Regions from separate parts of the Zea mays genome. Here regions 1 and 2 are each linked to region 3. A link is a contact called in public Hi-C data. All regions are on one chromosome and are shown on one strand. The core of a region is the stretch at or near the end of the contact, and the rest is flanking DNA. Distances in the headings are between cores, read along the strand shown. Region 1 holds the start of LOC100286180 (ring zinc finger protein). Region 2 holds the start of LOC100216610. Region 3 holds the start of LOC100284791 (ABC-type transport system involved in resistance to organic solvents, periplasmic component).

What was found. Hi-C and Micro-C count contacts between places; a contact is called where the count stands out from the background.
Region 1: a Hi-C map of root tip shows a contact between it and region 3, with 6 times the contacts expected there. The contact joins the promoter of LOC100286180 here to the promoter of LOC100284791 in region 3. A contact is called at or near these places in 4 of 25 Hi-C or Micro-C datasets (ear, endosperm, root tip and 1 more).
Region 2: a Hi-C map of seedling shows a contact between it and region 3, with 4 times the contacts expected there. The contact joins the promoter of LOC100216610 here to the promoter of LOC100284791 in region 3. A contact is called at or near these places in 3 of 25 Hi-C or Micro-C datasets (ear, seedling and tassel).

Annotation. Positions count from the first base shown.
Region 1 is chr3:145,834,897-145,838,505 of Zm-B73-REFERENCE-NAM-5.0, reverse strand. LOC100286180 (ring zinc finger protein) reads left to right here and starts at 1,489. Exons shown (of 4, transcript NM_001159068.2): 1 at 1,489-1,773; 2 at 1,836-1,979; 3 at 2,055-2,176; 4 at 2,240-3,493. The coding sequence starts at 1,603. The coding sequence ends at 3,062. LOC103652245 (pectin acetylesterase 5) reads right to left here. Exons shown (of 11, transcript NM_001414178.1): 11 at 3,568-3,609.
Region 2 is chr3:146,421,752-146,425,644 of Zm-B73-REFERENCE-NAM-5.0, reverse strand. LOC100216610 reads right to left here and starts at 2,041. Exons shown (of 6, transcript NM_001143023.1): 1 at 1,843-2,041; 2 at 1,247-1,312; 3 at 651-797; 4 at 170-277; 5 at 1-77. The coding sequence starts at 2,038.
Region 3 is chr3:146,161,895-146,166,009 of Zm-B73-REFERENCE-NAM-5.0, reverse strand. LOC100284791 (ABC-type transport system involved in resistance to organic solvents, periplasmic component) reads left to right here and starts at 2,503. Exons shown (of 6, transcript NM_001157686.2): 1 at 2,503-2,742; 2 at 2,819-3,321; 3 at 3,493-3,822. The coding sequence starts at 2,851.

The DNA of each region.
Region 1 (3,609 bases), core at 240-2,739, 330 kb after region 3:
TTTTTGGCTCTAGCATTCAAATGAATTTCTTTTTTGTCACTCGCGGTGAGTTAATCGGGATTCTTAAATGGTTTCATTCTGTCGCGAGTGACTCTCCAAACACCTAGAACAACTGCTTCTCGATAACAAGTCATTCTAACACTATAATAAGGGAAAATAATGTCGTCGGAGTGTGGTGGACTATAGGTATCCATCCTCTTTCTCTAAAAGCGTCGAATCTATTAGTGGCGAAGGTAAAACATTCCAAATGAGCCAAACCGGGCTTTGATACCACTTGTAGTAACAGTAACATCTAACAGGGGTGAGTGAATTAGGACTTTTAAAAACTATCTCTAAACTAGGCCACAAATAAATCTCTAGAACAAAACCTATGTAAATAAATTAACTAGATTATGCAAAGTAGGTTTTGTGTATGTATTGCTATCTGTACCGCAAAAAAGAGTTATGCAACCTAAGTTCCAATCCTATATAACCTACACTAACACTAAGAATAGTAAAGATTGCAACTTAAGTAGAGAGAGTAAATATTGAAGATTAAAAAGCTAGTAGAGAAAACAAACTCTCATAGACGACGTCGTTTTTTTACCGAGGTATCTCGACAATGCAAGGTCCTAACTAATCCTCTTTGGTGCCCATACGCAAAGGGTAGCCCACGTGAGGGCCAAACACCATATACGAGTAACTCTGTAGAGAGCCGCGGGCATTCTCCACGCGCAAGTGGTGCTCCGCTTTCGGCTGCTCTCGGTCGTTCCCCACCGTCTTCACTATCGAGCTTTCGGGCGAAATGCAGTGAACGCGACGTTTATTTGTGACATAGTATGGAGATAGTTTTTAGAAGTCTTAATTCACTCCCTTTTAGGTGTCACAGTTTACTAGCACCTAAATTTTCTGGAAATAGAGCTGTCAACAGGACCAGGACCGCGCTTATAGTTTTTTAAACAGCAGGAACGCAGAAAATATCTCGATCGCGGGAGGTACACGCGTGATGATAGATTTGAGTAAACATGGTTCTTAAGCTAAGCCGCGTCCATCAAACGCGCCAACTAGGATGGTGCACCGACATCTTATGTTAATTTTAGTACAGATTGAAATAGGCGTCGCGGAAAGAAACGTGCACGTAGAGGTGGTAAGGTATAGCAATCCAAATTATTTTTCGCAAAATAGTAGGACCTTAATTAAATTTTAGTTAAAAATAAATAGAAACATAGCCCATCTTAATATGATCCTTAAAAATTTAGAGCATATTATCACCCCTAGTGTCAAGTGGAGTGACACTGTATAAAGTAAGTTTATTTTTTAAACCAAATAGAATCTTTATATAGGCCCTAGACGGGCTTAACAACCGCGAATTTTTAATTAGGTTATTAATGTACCCTGTGGTGTACCTGTCGATCCCATACGAGAGTATTGATCATTTTATATATTGAGTTCCAATTGTTAGAGATAGAAAAAAAATGATCACCTACCATGTTGGAAAAGAGAAGGAAGGAAAGATCCAAGAGCAGCACGCATCTTTCTTGTGATTGATTTTAAAAGCAGCAGACAGAAGAGCCTTAACTCTCTTCTTCCCCACCGGAAACCACCACCCACCTCCCCTCCTCGATGGGCCACGTCCTCAGCTGCAGCCGCGACGGCGCTGACTTGTTCCGCGCGGTGCAGCACGGCGACCTGGACGCCCTCCTCGCCGTCGACCCGGAGCTCGCCCGCCGCGCCACCACCATATACGACCGTCTGTCCCTGCTCCACATCGCCGCCGCCAATGGCCAGCTGCAGGTTCGATCGCTTCTTGTTCCTTTATTTTTCCTGTTGTGTTTCTCAAGCTGGCAGAGAGGCAGGTGCTCTCCATGTTGTTGTTCGATGACGGTGGCGCCGGCGGGAACGTGGACGTGCTGAACCGGAAGAAGCAGACCCCGTTGATGCTGGCGGCCATGCACGGCAGGACGGACTGCGTGCTCAGCCTGCTAGACGCCGGAGCAAATGTACGTAATCATCATCAGTTTACTATTTCTCTTCATCATGGCCATCAACTGACGAACGACGGCTTGCTGGCTCAGATCCTCATGTTCGACTCGGTACACGCGCGGACATGCCTCCACCACGCGGCCTACTACGGCCATGCCCACTGCCTCCAAGCCATCCTCTCGGCCGCCAAGACCACGCCGGTGGCCGACTCATGGTATGGCCGCCAGCCAAGACATCCTCATCCATATGCATCAAGCATGACATGCTTGGCTTGCAGGGGCTTCGCGCGCTTCGTGAACGTGAGGGACGAGCACGGCGCCACGCCGCTGCACCTGGCGGCAAGGCAGGGGCGGCCGCAGTGCGTCCGCCACCTGCTCCACGCCGGCGCCATCGTCTCCGCCCCAACAGCCTCCTACGGCTTCCCCGGCAGCACGGCGTTGCACCTGGCTGCACGCCGCGGCAACCTGGACTGCGTCCGGGAGCTCCTCGCCTGGGGCGCTGACCGCCTCCACAGGGACTCGGCGGGGAGGATCGCCTACGCGGTGGCCCTCAAGCACAGCCACCGAGAGTGCGCCGCGCTGCTGAACCCGGCGGCGGCGGAACCAATGGTGTGGCCGTCCCCGCTCAAGTTCATCAGCGAGCTCAGCCCGGAGGCCAAGGTGCTCCTGGAGGGGGCTCTCATGGAAGCCAACAGGGAGCGCGAGAAGCGCATCACGGACACCACAACCAAAACAAACAACGACGGCGGCCTTGACGACGACGACGAGCAGCTGTGCGGCATCTGCCTGGAGCAGGCGTGCACCATGGAGGTGCAGGACTGCGGGCACCAGATGTGCGCCGCGTGCACGCTGGCGCTGTGCTGCCACAGCAAGCCCAACCCGACGACCCTGGCACTGCAGCCACCCGCCTGCCCCTTCTGCCGCGCCACCATCACCCGGCTGCTGGTGGCCAACAGCAAGACTACTGCTACCTCCAACAGCTTCAGGGGACTCACCTCGGCCATCAGGTCCTTGTCCTTGTCCAGGATTGCTCGTGGCTCCGGGAGGGTAGCCGACAGCTCATTACCCCAGTCATTCTTTGAGGAACAAGGATCCAAATGATTACCAAGCCTCATTACCTGCAATAATCCACTCCAGTCATTCTTTGAGGATCAATCAAGGATCCAAATGATTATCAAGCCCAAGCAAGATGGAGTATTACAACAACTAATTAATGGTGCCCGATGCAATACAAGTAGATGTTTTTTTATACAAGGGAGGGAATGAGCAGAGTTAGTAGCCACTAAATTTTGGATTTGTTAGTCAATGATATGTTGTGTATTTTGTGTTGTAGTATATATAGGTGTGAGTCTGGGACATCAGCATTCAGCGTCATAAAGGCCGGAGCATGAACAGATTCAGAATGCATGCAATATGATGCGCATGGAGATATATGTAAAGGATGTGTTTCCTTTTTCCTAGGCTTCACAAATTGTTACGAGCCTTTAATATTAATTTTAGTTAAAAAATAAATATGTATAGTGTCTGATCTTAATCCGATCCTTAAATTTTATATTGTAAAATTTAGAGTACATTACCATCTCTATCCTTTCCACATCACACAGGTCACGTATCACCAGATCGCCTATCAGAGGTGATAGGTGAGGTC
Region 2 (3,893 bases), core at 792-3,291, 260 kb before region 3:
TCCAGCAAGTTTTATGCAAAAAGAATACTTCTTGTCAGGATTTTGCACATCAATTTTGTTGAACACAAATTTCACCCCTTGCAAAAAACAAAAACAAAAAAAAACTGTGTCACATGCTATCGCATCAACCTAACATACTAATTAACCATGTCACTAAGATTTCCATTACCTTCTCCTCCAACAACTTGAAAACCAAGAAACTTATCATACCACATAAGAGCCGTCTCTAGGCTCTTATCTCCATGTGCGTCACTTTCAGCTTCAAGGGATTCAATATCTGCCATCAAATTAAGATTTACTAAGGCACATAAGTTCGAGATTATGCGCATTCCAGGAAAAATTTTAGGAAAAAAGAATTAAGTTCACAGTAACAGAGATATAGTGTATGTATATACATCAAACTAAACCTAGATTTTTTTAGAAGCATCAGTAATGATTTCATTCGGATCTAAGAAGTCAACAAAACCCTTCAAACTGCGCTTTTGTAATTTCAGAATCTGCATAAACCACTGCTAATTGTCTAACAATCACACTGCGACATACAGTGTTGAAGAATATGCAAGTATCCAAACACGTGGATTGGAAAAAAGAAATATATCATGAAAACTGAATACCACAAACGGTACGGTATAATCAGTAATTACATCTACCTTTTAGTTGATTTGATATGGCATTCATGCATTCATCTCTTGTAGACCTACGGTCCATAGCCAAGTGTCTAAGATGTTCATTTGTTGCAGTGGTGTTTGAAATCGACTCAGTCATGAACTTGTGTTTTGACCTTCTGCTTGCTTGGACTGCAGGGGAGAAACCTTCCATGAGCTGAGGTTGACAAAGAAACCAGGATGGTAGTATGGAACCAACAACCAAGCAATAGAAATAAGGGAAATTTGGATCCATACCATTAAAAGATCACCACTTTGGATCCATACCATTACTATCTCACTTACATGTGGGTCCACATGAGTCAATGACATGTGGGGTCCATGGTATATATCTAAAGTTTGGATCTTTTAATGGTATATATCTAATTGTTCCTAGAAATAACAGAAAATTGGCACAAGCAGAATACCGTTAGCATGTATAAGACAAACAAAATGAAATGGAGATAGACAATGGTAGAAATAGTTATCCAATGCAGCATACCGTTAGAAGAATGATAATATATTTCACTATAATTATATAATAAATGGAGAAGATTGAAAAGCACATGGAAATGAGGAAATGCTTGTGCAGTTGTGCTCACCGGAGAGGGCCTGTGCTAGATCTGATTCTAATTTCCTGAGGTGTTGTTTTTGTTCGCTGAGTTTTGCTGCCAATCCAAAACACACACACACACACACAGAGAGAGAGAGAGAGAGAGAGAGAGATGAGTAAAGTAATTTTGCAAATAATAATGAGCTTAAACAAGCATATAGATAAGATGCTAATGGCAAATGTTGTACTAAAAGGCAACGGCCAAAGCTGTTTGCCAAATTGATGAGTGGTAGATGAATTGAGCGACGGCCACCTCGAGAGAACACCTTTATCAAGAAATGAGTACTAGTACTAGGCAGGTGCTTGATTACTTGCCTACTTGGATCTGCCACTGAGTGAGATCTCAGCACAAGGCCAACATAGTAGGCGGGGCTGTGCCAGGCAGAATCGAGCTGCCTGGTTGACTAGTTTTAGGAGCCTCGGTGGTGGATTGGATGCTGGCTTCCCACGGAAACACTAACCCTACCGGACCTGGCTGATCCATTATGCTAACTAAACCAAAGATTGGAGAGGAGGGCGAAGCCAAAGCCGAAGGGGGAAAAAAGAGGCGAGTAGTAGAAGTAGGGGGCCAAGAGTTTGATATGCCTCGGTTGGAGACGGTCTGGTTGGCGATGGAGCGCGCCTCGAGGAGGGCGGCGCTGAAGGCGGAGGAGGCGGCGGCGGCGCGGTCCCGGGAGTCGGTGATCCGGCGCTCGATGGCGGCTCGCTTGTCCTTCATCCTCCGGCGCAGATCGGCGGCGGCGTCCTCCGCCATGGCTGCAGCGTGGACGGCGGTAGACATTGGAGAAGCGGAGGGGCTGGGGAAACCTGGACTGACTGGATTTCAAATTTCTTTTGGTGGGGAAAAAGGAGAAAACCACGTCATCATCCAACCTCGTTCCGTTGTTTCTTGGATTGGGCTGGGCATGGCGCCTAAATGGGCCAAAATGTGAAACATGAAGGAAAGCCTTGAGAGCTTGTAGTTGGTTACGGGCACGCACATTTAATCCGTAGCACTCCTTTTATTTTTTTTATTTTTTCAAATGTAAGAAATCAATTCTTATATTGACCTCATCAAAACAACTATTAAGTTCTTGACTAATTTTACGATGACTTGACCTTACATAAGGCACAATTATTCTCCATGACAAAAACTTGGACACCATGTTTGTTGGCCTTTTGAAGGGATCCACTAGACCTTAATCCTTACACTAGCTAGATGCCCGTGCGTTGCAACGAGAATATATAATACCAGTATACTACGATAACTTATATACAAAATATGTGTTATATTGTTATGAGAAAATGTTTCATAATCAATTTGTGATCCTAGCCATACATAAATTTTGTTATTTTAATCTAGTTATTTCACCACTACATTGCAACCATCAGTATCATGCAGACTTCGATATATACCACGATTTGTATGGTCTCATCATTGGAGAGCAAGTTCCACACATGCCGGAAAAATTCCCTCGTACATCGTTAGTCATCAGACACGCACCACCATATGCTCTTGCTTAAACAAAAAGGTAAGTGTGTATGTGTTTGCGAAGAGAATTAAAGGCAGGCCGGCACAAAAGCTACCCTGACGGTGGCGAGGATGACGAACTGGTCACTGTTGTCGATCCTCCTCTGTGTCACCTCTGGTGCCAAGATGACGCCACAATCCTCGATATAGTAGTCGTCGAACGCACGCGACATGACGAGTACTGATGACTCTTGGTTGGGCTATCAAACGAAGTGCACCCCGGGCTCATCAGCGAGGTAGTACCCCTGGTCGTTGCATCACCGGATGCGCTATTCCACTACATACATCATGTTCGAGGACACTCACACAACGTCAGCAACGTCCATCGTCCCAGCGCACAAGAATTCATGTCCGGTCAGTAGCGACTTACGTGGCAGGTTGGGCTTCAGGTGGACGATGAGCTGGACGGCTTGATGGCGTCGTCGTCGGATGTGGTGTCCAGAACAACCCGAGAGTCGTCGACGTTGGCGACAACCATAAGGCCCCCCTGCTTAACGATGGATAGCGCGGTGCAGCTGCTCTGGACCGCGTCCAAGCGGCGGCTTCGCGGGAGCTTGTCGTACACAGCGGCGCATGCGACCACGTAAGACTGCTTTTAGAGGTCGAACTGACAGTCGTCAAGCTTCTTCTCGTCATCGATGAGCGACGACAACGCGAGTGCCTCTTGCTCATGGAGTTTGTTCGGGGTTTGAAGTAGGAAACATGGATTCATGCTTGGCGTTGGTTTATGAAAATGACTCACAAGTATGATCCATGGAAAAAAAATATTACGAAGAAAAAATTTCACACATGCAAAAAATGGAATTTAAGTATAATGCATTATTCAAACAAAAGAAATAGCATGCAAAGCTCTTCTTTAAATAATATTACCTCCATCCAAAAATATAATTCAAGAATATCGGTGATACTTATCTACTACTACGCATTGTGCAATGGTAGTAAGTGAGCTTGGAGAGAGATGTAGTAGATGTGTTTCATGATGTAGACATAAACACATATAGGTGGGTGCCCGTGCGTTGCAACGGAAACATTTAATATCATGATAACTTATGAACAAATGTGTGTTATACTGTTATGTGAAAATGTTTCGTAATTAATTTGTGATCTTAGCCATACATAAATTTTG
Region 3 (4,115 bases), core at 1,254-3,753:
ATAATGAAACATATGAATGACATAATGTGTTTGTTCGTGCTATCTTTCATGTTTCATATGTTTCACCTTTTATTATCTTATAACCATGATGATGAAGGTACATCCTTCGTGACCTTCGTCCGAAGATCGTTATATCCTAAGGGAAATAATGTTTCGATGGACGAAGGACTTTAACATTTAATACTTTGTGTTGTCTTGTTCTTGATTCATAGCATTTGAGAACAAGTCTGCAACACACATCTTTACCCATATATCGTGTTACCCATTTGTCAAGGGATCACAACTTTCCATTCATCTCTGCTGAGGAGACGAGGCAGGGTAGCACTACGAGGTCTTTACAAAGTTCCACTAGCTTTAGAAAACCCGCTACGCTTCCTGTAGAGAGCGATACAGGAATCCCCATCTGAAAAGCCATCGCAACATGATCAACCCAAGAACCTCTCTATACCGACAACTCCCCTATTGCCCTTGCCCCTTTTGGGTAAGGTAGTCATCCACTAGCTTTCCTAATTAGTCAGCCAGGGGCGTCCCATACCACCATTGTGGTAGCACTGTTTTCCCGGGTGGTCGCTCCATGTTCCAATCAACATAATGATCTTATCATGAATAGTAAATACCTCATTGACATTAAATAGCATGATCATGAATATTGTGAATCTTAACACCCAAACCACATAAAGCAATAGCCGATACTACCCAAAAGTTCAGTGGTAAGCAAGGTGTAAGGTAAACCAAACTAGGATAATCTATTGGGTCCCATAAAATTAGCCTAAGCATGCCACAGTTATTAACATGAATATTAATGGGTAAAGAAGAGTGATCAAAGGCACAGCTTGCCTTCAGCGAGCTCCTGCTTAGAGTTTTCCACCGACTGTGCTCCGGGTTCCTCGGTCACTTACTTGTCTACTCGCAACAATACAAACAAACAATATACACAGGAGAAATTAACATCACACCAAACATGAGAACACACTGCACAATAATATTCTTCGCGTCTTTACGAGATCATAGATTCGAGAACCACTAGAATCAGAGTTACGGTTAAGAAGCTACGATTTTCCGAAGTTTTAGGTGATTGACTACGAAAAATATGTTTCTAGGTTGATCTTATAAATCATGAGAGAAAAAGTACTCCAAGGATTTTCCGACGGGATGGCTACAGGACCGACATCAAGTCTGCTTTATGCCATACAGAACGGATTACCATGCACTTTTCACCTTACTTACCACTGTGTCAACAACTACGACTCAGACAACGTCTCCATTAGACAGGCTCGGGTCGCGTTCGAGCCCAGACTCTGGCCTCGGCTCTCTGCTCAGTCAAAGATGCAAATACATGGACCAGACATCCTCCTGGCTCAAGTCAGCAGCAAGTACAAAAGCCATACCAAAGACCATACCATCTATAGAGGCTCAGACACGTCTCCTCTCCAATACGCGACAAACCATGGCACCCCCGGAGCCCCCCTTGATGTTATAAATAGAGGAGCCCAATGCTTCATTCAAGGAGGAGAACACTTCACCGGTTTTCAACCCAACAGCGTTATTGGCACTTGCCTTAATCACCAGGGACTTGAGAACTTCTCCCTCTCCTGATGAGCTTGTATCTCCTACTACAAGCACTTAGGTGCAAGCAATATAAGTCTCATCCCTCCTCTGCTGGGAGTAGGACATTCTCTTTCCTGAACCAGGATAAAGACTTGTGTCTACTTGTATCCCGTACTACAAATATGTCATTTTCCCTGATTTTGTTGCATGGATTAAGTTTGGGTGGAGCACTGAAGCCATTAAAAGATGGTATATATGTACAGAGGTGAATTTAGGGGGGTTTATCGGAGTCAGCCGACCCTGATACAATTTATAAATTCATTAACAAAACATTTTTAAAGTTCATAATAATTTATATAATATAGCAAAACTGTTTTTGATGACTTTGATAATATTTTATGCTAGATTCGGCGCTGGATGTGCATCATATTTTTTTTGGTTACATGGTTTAGATGGCATAAGGTAAGACCAGGAGAAAATGTGAGGATTTGAGGCTGCCGGCGCCACGGGCGTATCAAAAGATACAATTTTTAAGAACAAAGGCTTGATCATTAAAAGAAATTTTTTATCTAATTATTTTTATAGCACAAACTTTTTAAATGATAAATGAAGGGTTTTTTAAGGTGGTGCCCTCGATTTTGGTGGTGTGCTCAGTTTTACCCTTAGTGGTGTTTTTTGCTCAGTTTTACCCTTCCAGTGCTATAGAACAGAAGGGCAAAACTGAGCAAAAAACACCACTGAGGGTAAAACTGAGCACACCACCAAAATCGAGGGCACCACCTTAAAAAACCATTGTTAGTTGAAGAAGATATAGTTTAAATTTAAAATACTTGCATGCCTTATGTTTCGTAGCGGAGGAAGTATCACTTTATAATTTGTGTAGAAAAAATGGAGAAGGAAATCGAAGATGCGGCGATGATGTACTAGAAAGGAAAACGAAGGCACAGAGCGCATATACGCATGGCTACACAAGAGATGGGTGGGTCTTGTGTCCAGTCGGGGTGGGAGTTGGGCTCGTGCAGTGCAGTGCAGTGCACTGCAGGTGCAGTCTTGCTCGCCTGTCTTCCTCGGCACCGGGACAGCGGACCTCCACCGCAACTGGGCCATCTGTTCTCCTTCCTCCTCTTCCTCCGCCACCGCGCTTCTGAGGAGGCTAGGGCGATGCAACCGCTTCCGCTTTGTTATTAGCAAAGGGTAATAACAGGGCCCGTTATCATCATGCAAATCCAAATCCAATTCCCTCCCAACATCTCTTGCGTTGATTTTGCAGGAACCGTCCGAGAACGGGCAGCCAATTCTCCGATGCCGTCCGCTATGGCCAAATCCCTCCTCCTCCCTCACCCTTTCTTCTCCGTCTCACCCCGCCCACACCCTCATCCGCGCGCCGGATTCCCTGTTCTCAAGCCCCGCCGCGCCGCGCTGCTCGCGGCCACGCCCGCGCCGGACGCCAACACCAGCTCCAACAACAACCCCCTCGCCGCGCTCTGGCGCCGCACCCTGCAGCCCCTCGGCGACTACGGCTTCGGCAAGCGCAGCGTCTGGGAGGGCGGCGTCGGCCTCTTCATGGTCTCCGGGGCCGCCCTCCTCGCCCTCGCCCTCGCATGGCTCAGGGGATTCCAGCTCCGCTCCCGCTTTCGCAAGTACAACACCGTCTTCGAGTTCACGCAGGCGTGCGGCATCTGCGTCGGCACGCCCGTCCGGATACGAGGGGTCACCGTCGGATCCGTCGTCCGCGTCGACTCCTCCCTTAGGAGCATCGATGCAACTGTCGAGGTCACCCTTACTTTTCTCTCATAGTTCGTTCATTCATTCATTAACCACAAGTCAAGTATCCCACCTACATCCCTTTTCTGTTTCTAAAGTTTTTCGGTCTATGAACTCCTCTATTATCGAGCTGAATTTGTCCTCTCTCTCTCTCTCTCTTTATGTTTTCTTTTGCTGCAGGTTGAAGATGATAAAATCATCATACCACGAAATTCAATGGTCGAGGTGAATCAGTCCGGTCTTCTAATGGAGACACTCATTGATATCACACCAAAGGATCCACTGCCTGCACCTTCAGTAGGACCACTTGACCCAGACTGCACCAAAGAAGGCTTGATTCTCTGTGACAAAGAGAGGATGAAAGGACAGCAAGGTGTAAGCTTAGATGCATTGGTGGGAATATTTACCCGTCTGGGTAGAGACATGGAGGAGATTGGTGTTAGCAAAAGCTATAAGTTAGCTGAAAAAGTTGCATCTATAATGGAAGAAGCACAACCTCTTCTTACACGGGTACATCCATTTTTCCAAAATTTTCTCCAACTCTATGGAAACTTATAATTTATTTACCTTGCTGGAATGCCTGTGGAACCAGTTTCTTTCAATCAGTACGGCTGCAAGTAAGTAAGCAGGGTTGTTGGGTTCAAATGCCTTTTATTCCCAAGCGCCCACCCCTCATTCTGCATAGCCGCACAGCTTTTCCCGACCTTAGTAACCGGGAACTGGGAACGTGGCCACGTTCCTCGTTCCGGGAATGTGGGAACAATCTCATTCCCGTAGTGTTAAAACCTAGTTTTAGTAGCGTA